Regions from separate parts of the Mus musculus genome. Here region 1 is linked to region 2. The links are chromatin contacts, called in public HiChIP or PLAC-seq maps. All regions are on one chromosome and are shown on one strand. Each heading gives the region's core, a stretch centred on a gene start, on an enhancer-like site or on the middle of the called end of the contact. The rest is flanking DNA. Distances are from core to core; before and after follow the strand shown.

The links. HiChIP or PLAC-seq counts read pairs in DNA pulled down with a chosen protein or histone mark.
Region 1: a contact with region 2 is called in an H3K4me3 HiChIP or PLAC-seq map of the 230-238 cell line, with 10 read pairs. The contact joins two enhancer-like sites. A contact is called at or near these places in 1 of 39 promoter capture datasets (the C10 cell line), 1 of 484 Hi-C or Micro-C datasets (embryonic stem cells), 2 of 115 datasets of contacts at active chromatin or transcription factors (the 230-238 cell line and embryonic stem cells) and 3 of 9 other capture datasets (adipose tissue, liver and pancreatic islet).

What each region holds. Positions count from the first base shown.
Region 1 is chr17:80,369,079-80,373,121 of GRCm38.p6, reverse strand. It overlaps Arhgef33 (Rho guanine nucleotide exchange factor (GEF) 33), which reads right to left. Exons shown (of 18, transcript NM_001145452.1): 13 at 2,703-2,851; 14 at 1,687-1,851; 15 at 1-130. Gm10190 (predicted gene 10190) reads left to right here. Exons shown (of 1, transcript NR_028385.1): 1 at 1-1,265. Among named protein-coding and RNA genes, the nearest start is that of Gm10190, 2.4 kb to the left of the region's middle. Within about 2 kb of position 2,246, at least 5 of the 459 cell types and tissues checked have an H3K27ac peak or open chromatin away from gene starts, as enhancers often do. A contact at or near this core is called in the 230-238 cell line, where this site is marked.
Region 2 is chr17:80,250,909-80,255,195 of GRCm38.p6, reverse strand. Dhx57 (DEAH (Asp-Glu-Ala-Asp/His) box polypeptide 57) reads left to right here. Exons shown (of 24, transcript NM_001163759.1): 15 at 758-931; 16 at 1,909-2,109; 17 at 3,688-3,964. Among named protein-coding and RNA genes, the nearest start is that of Gm52289, 20 kb to the right of the region's middle. Within about 2 kb of position 1,910, at least 57 of the 459 cell types and tissues checked have an H3K27ac peak or open chromatin away from gene starts, as enhancers often do. A contact at or near this core is called in the 230-238 cell line, where this site is marked.

The sequences.
Region 1 (4,043 bases), core at 997-3,496, 120 kb before region 2:
CGGCGCCAGCAGGCTCTCGGGCCGCTCGTGCTTCCTGCCCTCCAGCTCCCAGTCTCCAGGCTTCCCGGGCTGCATGCTCTCCATGAGGCTCTGCTGCTGCTGGCCTTTCTTTGCCGGGGCCATCAGATGTCTTTAAAGGGGAAACGGCACAAGAGAGACTATCAAATAGTGCTGAGCACTCGTCGACCAATCGGCCAAAGGCCAGCTTCTCTCCTCATCTCCCAGGCACCTTCGTGGGTCACCTAAAAAGCTCCACAAACTGACTAGAGGGCTTTCTCAAGTGACTGGAGAGATAGCTCAGCGGTTAAGAGCACTGACTGCTCTTCTAGAGGTCCTGAGTTCAAATCCCAGCAGCCACATGGTGGCTCACAACCATCCGTAATGAGATCCGATGCCCTCTTTCCAGTGTACTTATAGATCGATAGATACATACATACATACATACTACAAAAAAAAAAAAAAGCAGCAGCCAGGAAAGTCTCAGCTTCCAAGCTCAGTCACTGAGACATCACATGGCGGGCAGACAAAGGCTGTCACTATTGCTGGGGCCTGGTGGAAGCTCTGAACCTTCCTGCCACCACCTCTGCCTCCCAAGGCATGTCTTTTCAATTTATCTCCCTGTCTTACTGTGACAGAGTCATATAGAATACCAGAAAATGAACTTAATATAACTCCTAGATCTTCACACGTAAACAATTGTGTTCCTGAATAAACTGTTGAACTCTGGATGCTGATATAGTGGATAAACTCATGTGTAAAATTTATATTTCTATAACAAAGGTTTTTAAAGTTTTGTAGCTGTAAAGCAGTTTGACTGTCATCTCAAACGACCCACAAAACAATGTGTTGTAAAACCTATTTGAATTTGCCCAGTTTTGCAGTTTTGTTGTCTGGGAGCACATAATTTTTACACAGTTTAAAAAGTGAAGAATACCCATCACTTAGGATTTTTGTTTTTGCTTACCTACTAGATATCAATGAGCTACTGCACACTGACCAAAGTGGTTATTCTTATTTATATTTTAATTCCGTCAGGATTATATATGGATGCACATGTGAATACTAACAATATTTTAAGGCATTGCAAGACATCTTCGAGTGGGACTTAGGGCTTTAAGTTTACAGATGTGAAGAAAGTAAAGTGACTTTACATCAGTGCTCTTTACTCTGGAAGAGTGTAGAAACAGCCAAAGTTTGGCCCGGGTGTGATGCACATCTTTCCCCCTCGACCTGTTGTACTTGAAGGAGAATAAACACTTCACACTAATTAAAGAGTTGAAGTAATACTCAAAGTGAATTTCTACTTTCCACCTCTTAATACTTTTTTTTTTAAATTGAGACAAGGACTCTATTATGTAGCTCTGGCTGCCTTGGGACTCACTCTGTAGTCCAGGCTGGCCTTGAACTCAGAGATCTGCCTACCTCTGCCTCCCAAGTGTGGAGATTAAAGGGATGCACCACTGCCCAGAAGCCACCTGTTAGCACTTTCTAAATCTGCCTCGTCTTTCTCTGGGATCCGTCAAACGTCTTGATGATCAACTGCTTGGCTGTTAATATGGAAACAATGGGGCAAGGGAGAAGGTGGAGGTCTGCAGAGCACATTTCTAATCCAGGACCGCTTGCTCACCTATACAAATCATCTACAAGGCCAATACTGTTAATGTTTCCATAGCAACAGATACTCACGAGACAGCAGGGGCGGAACTGGAAGAGGAAGGATAGGGTTGGAGCATTTCTTCTGAGTGGACCCCACTGTCGTGGACAGCCTCCTGGCCTGCATTGGGGGAAGCATCTTGGCCAGCATTGGCACACTGGGAAGCCAGCCCTTTGTACAGCTTTGCCATAGATGACCTAAGAGAATCGAAATAGTCTCAGGTTGTACAGTGCAAGACTGGCTCTGTGAATACAGAGATTATGCAAGAAAAATAGATTTGTCTCTCAGATCAAGCTTTCTGTGAAGGGCTCGCTGTCCCCAGCCCTCTATAAGCCAGATTGCTTACATAATAGCTGGCAGTTGGCTGAAAAGAGATTGAGGATCCAGGGTGGGCCTGGGAGACACCGTCAGGAGAGCACTGGGTTAGGAGATAGCTGTCTTTCTAGTTGGAAACCTCTAGAGAAATGACAATATTCTCCAGATAGGCTGGGATGTTTAAGGAAACCTAGGTCATTAGGAAGCTGTGCTGTAGGTTGCTTCTATTCCCCAAGGTCCAGATGGCGCCTACTCTCTTTTTCTATATTCTGTGAAATCTACTCAGGCGTATCCACCCCAACACTTTTATCTTTGCCACTCATTAACATCTAACTTACTCTCCACTGTGCAGCCCTAAAGCTAAGTCCCATGTGACAGGTTTATGGCTATGTCATTGTATATTCACTGGGTAGAACAGTACCTAACAGTCAACAGGTGTTCAATAAATGTTTGTTACATTAATGCAGGAAACTATATTCAGACCATTACATTGCAATCTTGGACCTAGGAAGTGAAGGAAACAACTTAAGAGGGGACAATGGAGTCCAAGTGCTTTTCTTGTAAAGTTATTTCCACTGGGCCATAGGTGTGTCCCTCCTGTGGCTAGCCTTGCCTTCCCATCCCCACCCTTTCCTTCCAACTCCCTTCACTCCACTCCAGCACTCAACACAAGTGATGGCCTGTGCCCTCTTCTCAGGCACCTCTGTCAGGTATGGCACCGTCACAACCTTACTTTTTGAGTTTTTTCCGTTTCTGAATAAGCAAATCTTCATTGCATTGAAACAGCAGGGTATAATGAGAGATAAACACTCGGAGGCGCTGAACACACACAAGTAGGAGGTAATAGTCTGGGTGCTCCTGCTCTGTGAACTTCAGAACATTCTGGATGGAAGGAAGAAGGAAGCAGGGTTACACGACTAGACTGTAGTTGCTTTACCTCTTCTGAACCCCGCTTTAAGCTACTGTGAGTTCTGTAGCCCTTCCATCTAAACAACACATGCTCCACTATCTAGCCAATCAGCTGGAAGCTCAGCCATCACATCAAAAGAAGTCATTCGGTCCTAGTTTACTTGCATGTGACGGAATGTAATTCCATCTTGAAAAGTTAGACCCAATAATTAGATGTATGAGATAACAGACATATTCTAACAATTATTATCTATCTATAAGCAACATTGTCTGAGATAACAGATATATTCTAACAATTATTATCTATCTATAAGCAACACTTACAGGAGTCAGACCAGTGGTAAGAATGACAGGCATGAGTAAGCCTGTGGGATGGGTGGGGTAGATGGTGGCCTCTCCTACCATATCAGCTGATGCTATGGTTTAGATGTTGTCTATCTCCCAAAGGTTATGGAAGCTTAATCTACAGTGCAATGATTTTTTAAAGATACGGGACCTTTAAGAGGTGGGATCTAGTGAAACGTGATTGGGGGCTGACCATCCTCATGAAGGAATTAATACTGGTTTAATAGAGTGGGCTCTGATGAGGAAAAAAAATAGTCACAGGAAAGTAAGCCTGGGCACCGCCCCGTTACTTCTTTTTCATATGGTGTGACCAGTCACTATTATCTTTGCTATTACCGCATTTACCATGAGGAGGGTCACCAGAAACCAATGCTAGCACCATGCTTTGGGGCCTTCAAAACTGTGATCCAAAATAAACCTCTTCCCTTAAAAAAACAACCCAGCCTCAGGCATGTCATTATAGTAGTACACAAGGGAATAAACGATCTTACAGGCTACAGTGGAATATTAATTTGATTTTGATTGTGAAAACTGTATTATTTATCTGTTGACCCCTTGCCATTAACAGGAGCTAAGCTCTTTTATATTCATTATCTTATTTAGTTTTTATCACAACCCAGATGGGTATAGAAGTGACCTCTATATAATAAGGAAGGACACTGAGACATGGAGCTCAGTGATCTCCTTTAGGTCTAGTAAATGACAGAAGAATTGAATGTGAACGAGATAGTAGCAGGCCTGGTGTCTGCAAAGCCTGGCCTTCAGACCAGGGTTTTTGCCTACTAGGTGTGCTGTTGTGAACACAGTACTGAGACCTCTT
Region 2 (4,287 bases), core at 661-3,160:
AGCTAGCTAACAACTTAGCAATGACTGCCCTAGCTTGCATCACACTTCGCCCCCCTTTCCCTGGACTTAAGGCAAAAGAATATTCTTGGCTGGTTAGTTTGTTTTAGTCTCGTTACTTATAAAATATCATTCATTTATTCCTCTTGGTGGTTTACTACTGAATAACCCCAGAACGCTTCCCAGGTCGGTACAAGGTTTTTGTTTCTGGAAGACTGTATTTTATGAGAACAGAAGGAGCCCGCATACCTTGAAGAGCTAAGCCTTGAAAGCTGTGCTCAAAGCTGACAGATGCTGTCTTGGGATTTCCATTGATGAGAAGAGACACCATGACCATGGCAGCTCTTATGAGGGACAAGAGTTGACTAGGGCTAGCTTACAGGTTTAGAGGTTCAGTCAATTATCGTCATGGTAGGAAGCATGGCAGCCCCAGGCAGACAGGGTGCTGAGAAAGAGTTGAGAGTTCTATATCTTCACCCAAAGACAGCAGGAGGAAATGTGTCTAGCTCTCACTGGCCTGACTTAAGTATACAAATGAGACCTCAAAGCCCCACCTCCACAGTGACAGACTTCCTCTAACAAAGCTACACCTCCAATAAGGCCACACCCCCTAATAGTGCCACTTCCCATGGGCCAAGCATATTCAAACCGCCACAACTCTTGAAGTCATTTAATTAATTTCAGTAGAACTGTACCCAGCAAGGTCGGTCAGTCTCAAAGGCTCATGCCCGAGTCCTTACTGTGCTGCACTTCCTTTTAGATGTGTAATTCACCCGCTGCACTCATCATTATCCAGCGAAGAGCAGCAGGCGGTGTTTGTGAAACCTCCAATGGGTGTAACTAAGATTATCATTTCCACCAACATTGCTGAGACGTCTATAACCATTGATGATGTTGTGTATGTCATCGATTCTGGGAAGATGAAAGAAAAGAGGTAGGTGAAGTAACAGAGGGACTAACCTCTTTTAGGATAACACGGCTCTTAATGGTTACTGCCACGGTGCTCTAAAGGAATATTGTATGTGGTTCCATGGCCAGCGTCATGAATGTGAAAGTCAAACACGGATGCACAATCACAAGCAATGGATTCATTTTCCCAGGTGACTTTTCCATGAGCTTGGATGAGAAGGAAATGGCTAAAGCAAGTGTGTGTGGTGTCTGACGGACCTAAGTCATCACAGCAGTAATTACACCATGGTCCCACAGTAGACCGGACCTAAGTCATCACAGCAGTAATTACACCACGGTCCCACAGTAGACCAGACTGTACAGCTCAGGAATAAGGTGGAAGATCACTTGTCTGTGCCCCGTCGTCTTGACAACATTCTTAAATGTAGCTCAGTAAAGCACTTGCAGGAACTATGCTCAATCCCCAGAACCACACTTAAGAAGGAAGGAAGAGCCGGGCAGTGGTGGCGCACGCCTTTGATCTCAGTGCTCAGGAGGCAGAGGCAGGTGGATCTCTGTGAGTTGGAGGACAGCCAAGGCTACACACAGAAACCATGTCTCAAAAGGAAGGCGGGGAGGGAGGGGGAAGCTGGGAAAGAGGGAGAGGGGAAGGGGAGAGAGAGGGAGAGAATGAAAGAAAGAGAAAGAAGAGAAAAGAAAGAAAGAGGGGAGAGAAGGAGGGATTGAAGGAAGAAAAGAGAAGAGAAAAAAGAAAAAGAAAAGAAAAGAAAAAAGCTAGAGGTGGCACCATGCACTTGTATCATCCGTTCTGGGGAAGGAGAGACAGGAGAATCACTGATGTTCACTGGTCAGCCAGCCTACCCCACTGGGCGAGTCCCAGGCCTGTAAGAGGGACCTTGTCTCAGAGAGAAAGACTAATGGAGGGGGTGGAGAGAGATAGTGTCTGAAGAATTACTCATGCACACAGAATCACTCAAGCTTGCATTTCCTTTTCCTTTCCAGATACGACGCAGGCAAAGGAATGGAAAGTCTAGAGGACACGTTCGTGTCTCAGGCCAACGCTCTGCAGAGGAAAGGCCGAGCTGGCCGAGTCGCATCAGGGGTCTGCTTCCACTTGTTCACGAGCCACCACTACAACCACCAGCTTCTGAAGCAGCAGCTCCCAGAAATCCAGCGAGTGCCCCTGGAGCAGCTGTGCCTCAGGTTATGTCCCAGTGGGCCCCCCTCTGCTTGCCTGGGCCCCGCTCCTCCTCCTATTTAAGTTTCATGATCTTTTTCCTAGCAGGACATTGTGCTGAGAGTAGAGTGCATGAAGTCACCATTTGCAGAAAGCACATCAGTGTGGCCCCCTCCTCCCATGTAACTCTGCACACAGAGACTTTCACATCCTCAAGAAGACATTTCTAAATTAGGAAAGTAACTTGACTTGCCAGGGACTTCCTGCCAGAGGACACAAGTATCACAGTATGCCAGGGAAAAATCTACAGCCTCATTATCAGTTAGAGAAAAGTAAACAAAACTTACAACACCATTGTTAGCTAATGAACAAATGTCATAAAATGGGATTTAGTAAGTAGTTGAACAGATTCAATATTATATGAGCTAAAGAATTTTTAATTCAATGTTTATGAAAAATTGCTTGATGATATAAGAATTGCAAAATATCCATACTCTTTTATCCAGTTGTTAACTTAAAAAGGGAAATAAAATAACCAAGGCTACAGTAAGGCTTAGTTGTATAGAGCTCTTTTTAAGTGCTATGCACGGTGGTCAAGCCCTCTGCCCCGTGCTCTAATCCACTCTGGCTCCTGCCAGCGTAGTTCATCATTTATTCCTTCTTACAGTTTCACTACATTCGTCACTGTCAGGGCATGGCTACAGGGAAATGCCTCAAGAGAGAAAGCCAAGCACCAAATACATGTACTTTAATGACAGACAGCTGTCTTATTTGAGCTGATAACACCAAAAGAGACTCTAAAACCAGGTGGTGGAGGCGCACACCTTTGATCCCAGCACTCGGGAGGCAGAGGCAGGTGGATTGGGTTTCTTTATATAGCCCTGGCTGTCCTGGAACTCACTCTGTAGACCAGGCTGGCCTTGAACTCAGAAATCCTCCTGCCTCTGCCTCCCGAGTGCTGAGATTAAAGGCGTGTGCCACCAGGTCCGGCTTGGATTCCCACACCCTTACCTATACTTCGTTCACCATCAGAACTGCCTGTCATAATCCGAACCCACTGTTAAGAGAAAAAGGCCACTTTGAAAGTTTGTTAAAAGAATTTTTAATATGGGTAGGTAAACTTTAAGTGTCTCTGTAGTTTATTGCTAAGAAAACTAGAGGACAAGATTTTAAAGGCTTTTCTTAAAGCAACCCTGCAGCTGGGTATGGTGATCCTTGTCTGTAGTCTTGGAATTGAGGAAGCTCCTTCCACTTGTCTCAAAGCCATGCTGTGCTGTGTGGCTTAGAAAGGTACTCAGGAGGAGCTGGAGAGAGGCCTAAGAGCACTTGCTGCTCTTGCAGAGGACCTGAGTTCAGTTCCCAGTGCCCATTGTCAGACAGTTCCTCGTAACCATTTGGAATACAGTTCCAAGGGAGCCTACACCTCTGGCCTCGACGTGAGCACCTGCACTGTGTGTACACACCCACAGGCAGACACATCTCACATAATTAGCAAGGATTAAAATCATCTTTTTTTTTTAAGGCATTTCTTAAGAAACAAAAGATCCCTCTGCTTCATTCTACCAGCTATCAAATTTATAAATCATGATTTTATTCTTTTTCAGAATTAAAATTTTAGAAATGTTTAGTACTCATAATCTCCAGTCCGTGTTCTCTCGGCTCATTGAACCTCCACATATTGATTCTCTTCGTGCCTCAAAAGTACGGTTGCGAGACTTGGGAGCCTTGACTCCAGATGAAAAACTGACCCCGCTGGGTTATCACTTGGCCTCTCTGCCCGTGGACGTGAGGATAGGCAAGCTGATGCTCTTAGGTTCTATCTTCCGCTGTTTGGACCCTGCTCTCACCATTGCTGCCAGCTTGGCTTTCAAGTCCCCTTTTGTAAGTGACATTTGTCTAAATTGGAATTTTATGTCACAGTTCTCAAAGGGATCTTTAGACTTTTGAGGTATGTGAGTGCATGTGTGTGGGTGTGAAAGATCTCAGAGCACAATGGTATGTGATCCTTAGAAAAATCTTTATTTCCCCATCCCCCAAAAAACCTTGGGGATTAGAGGTATAGCTTATTAAAATAATAATATGCTTTTTGTTTACTATTGCTTATTTTAGAACAATCAAAAATAGTAAGCAGCAAGACACCACTATATAATTTCAAAAGGTAGTGAACACATGCATCAGCTGTGAAAAGTAACTCAATAGAAAGG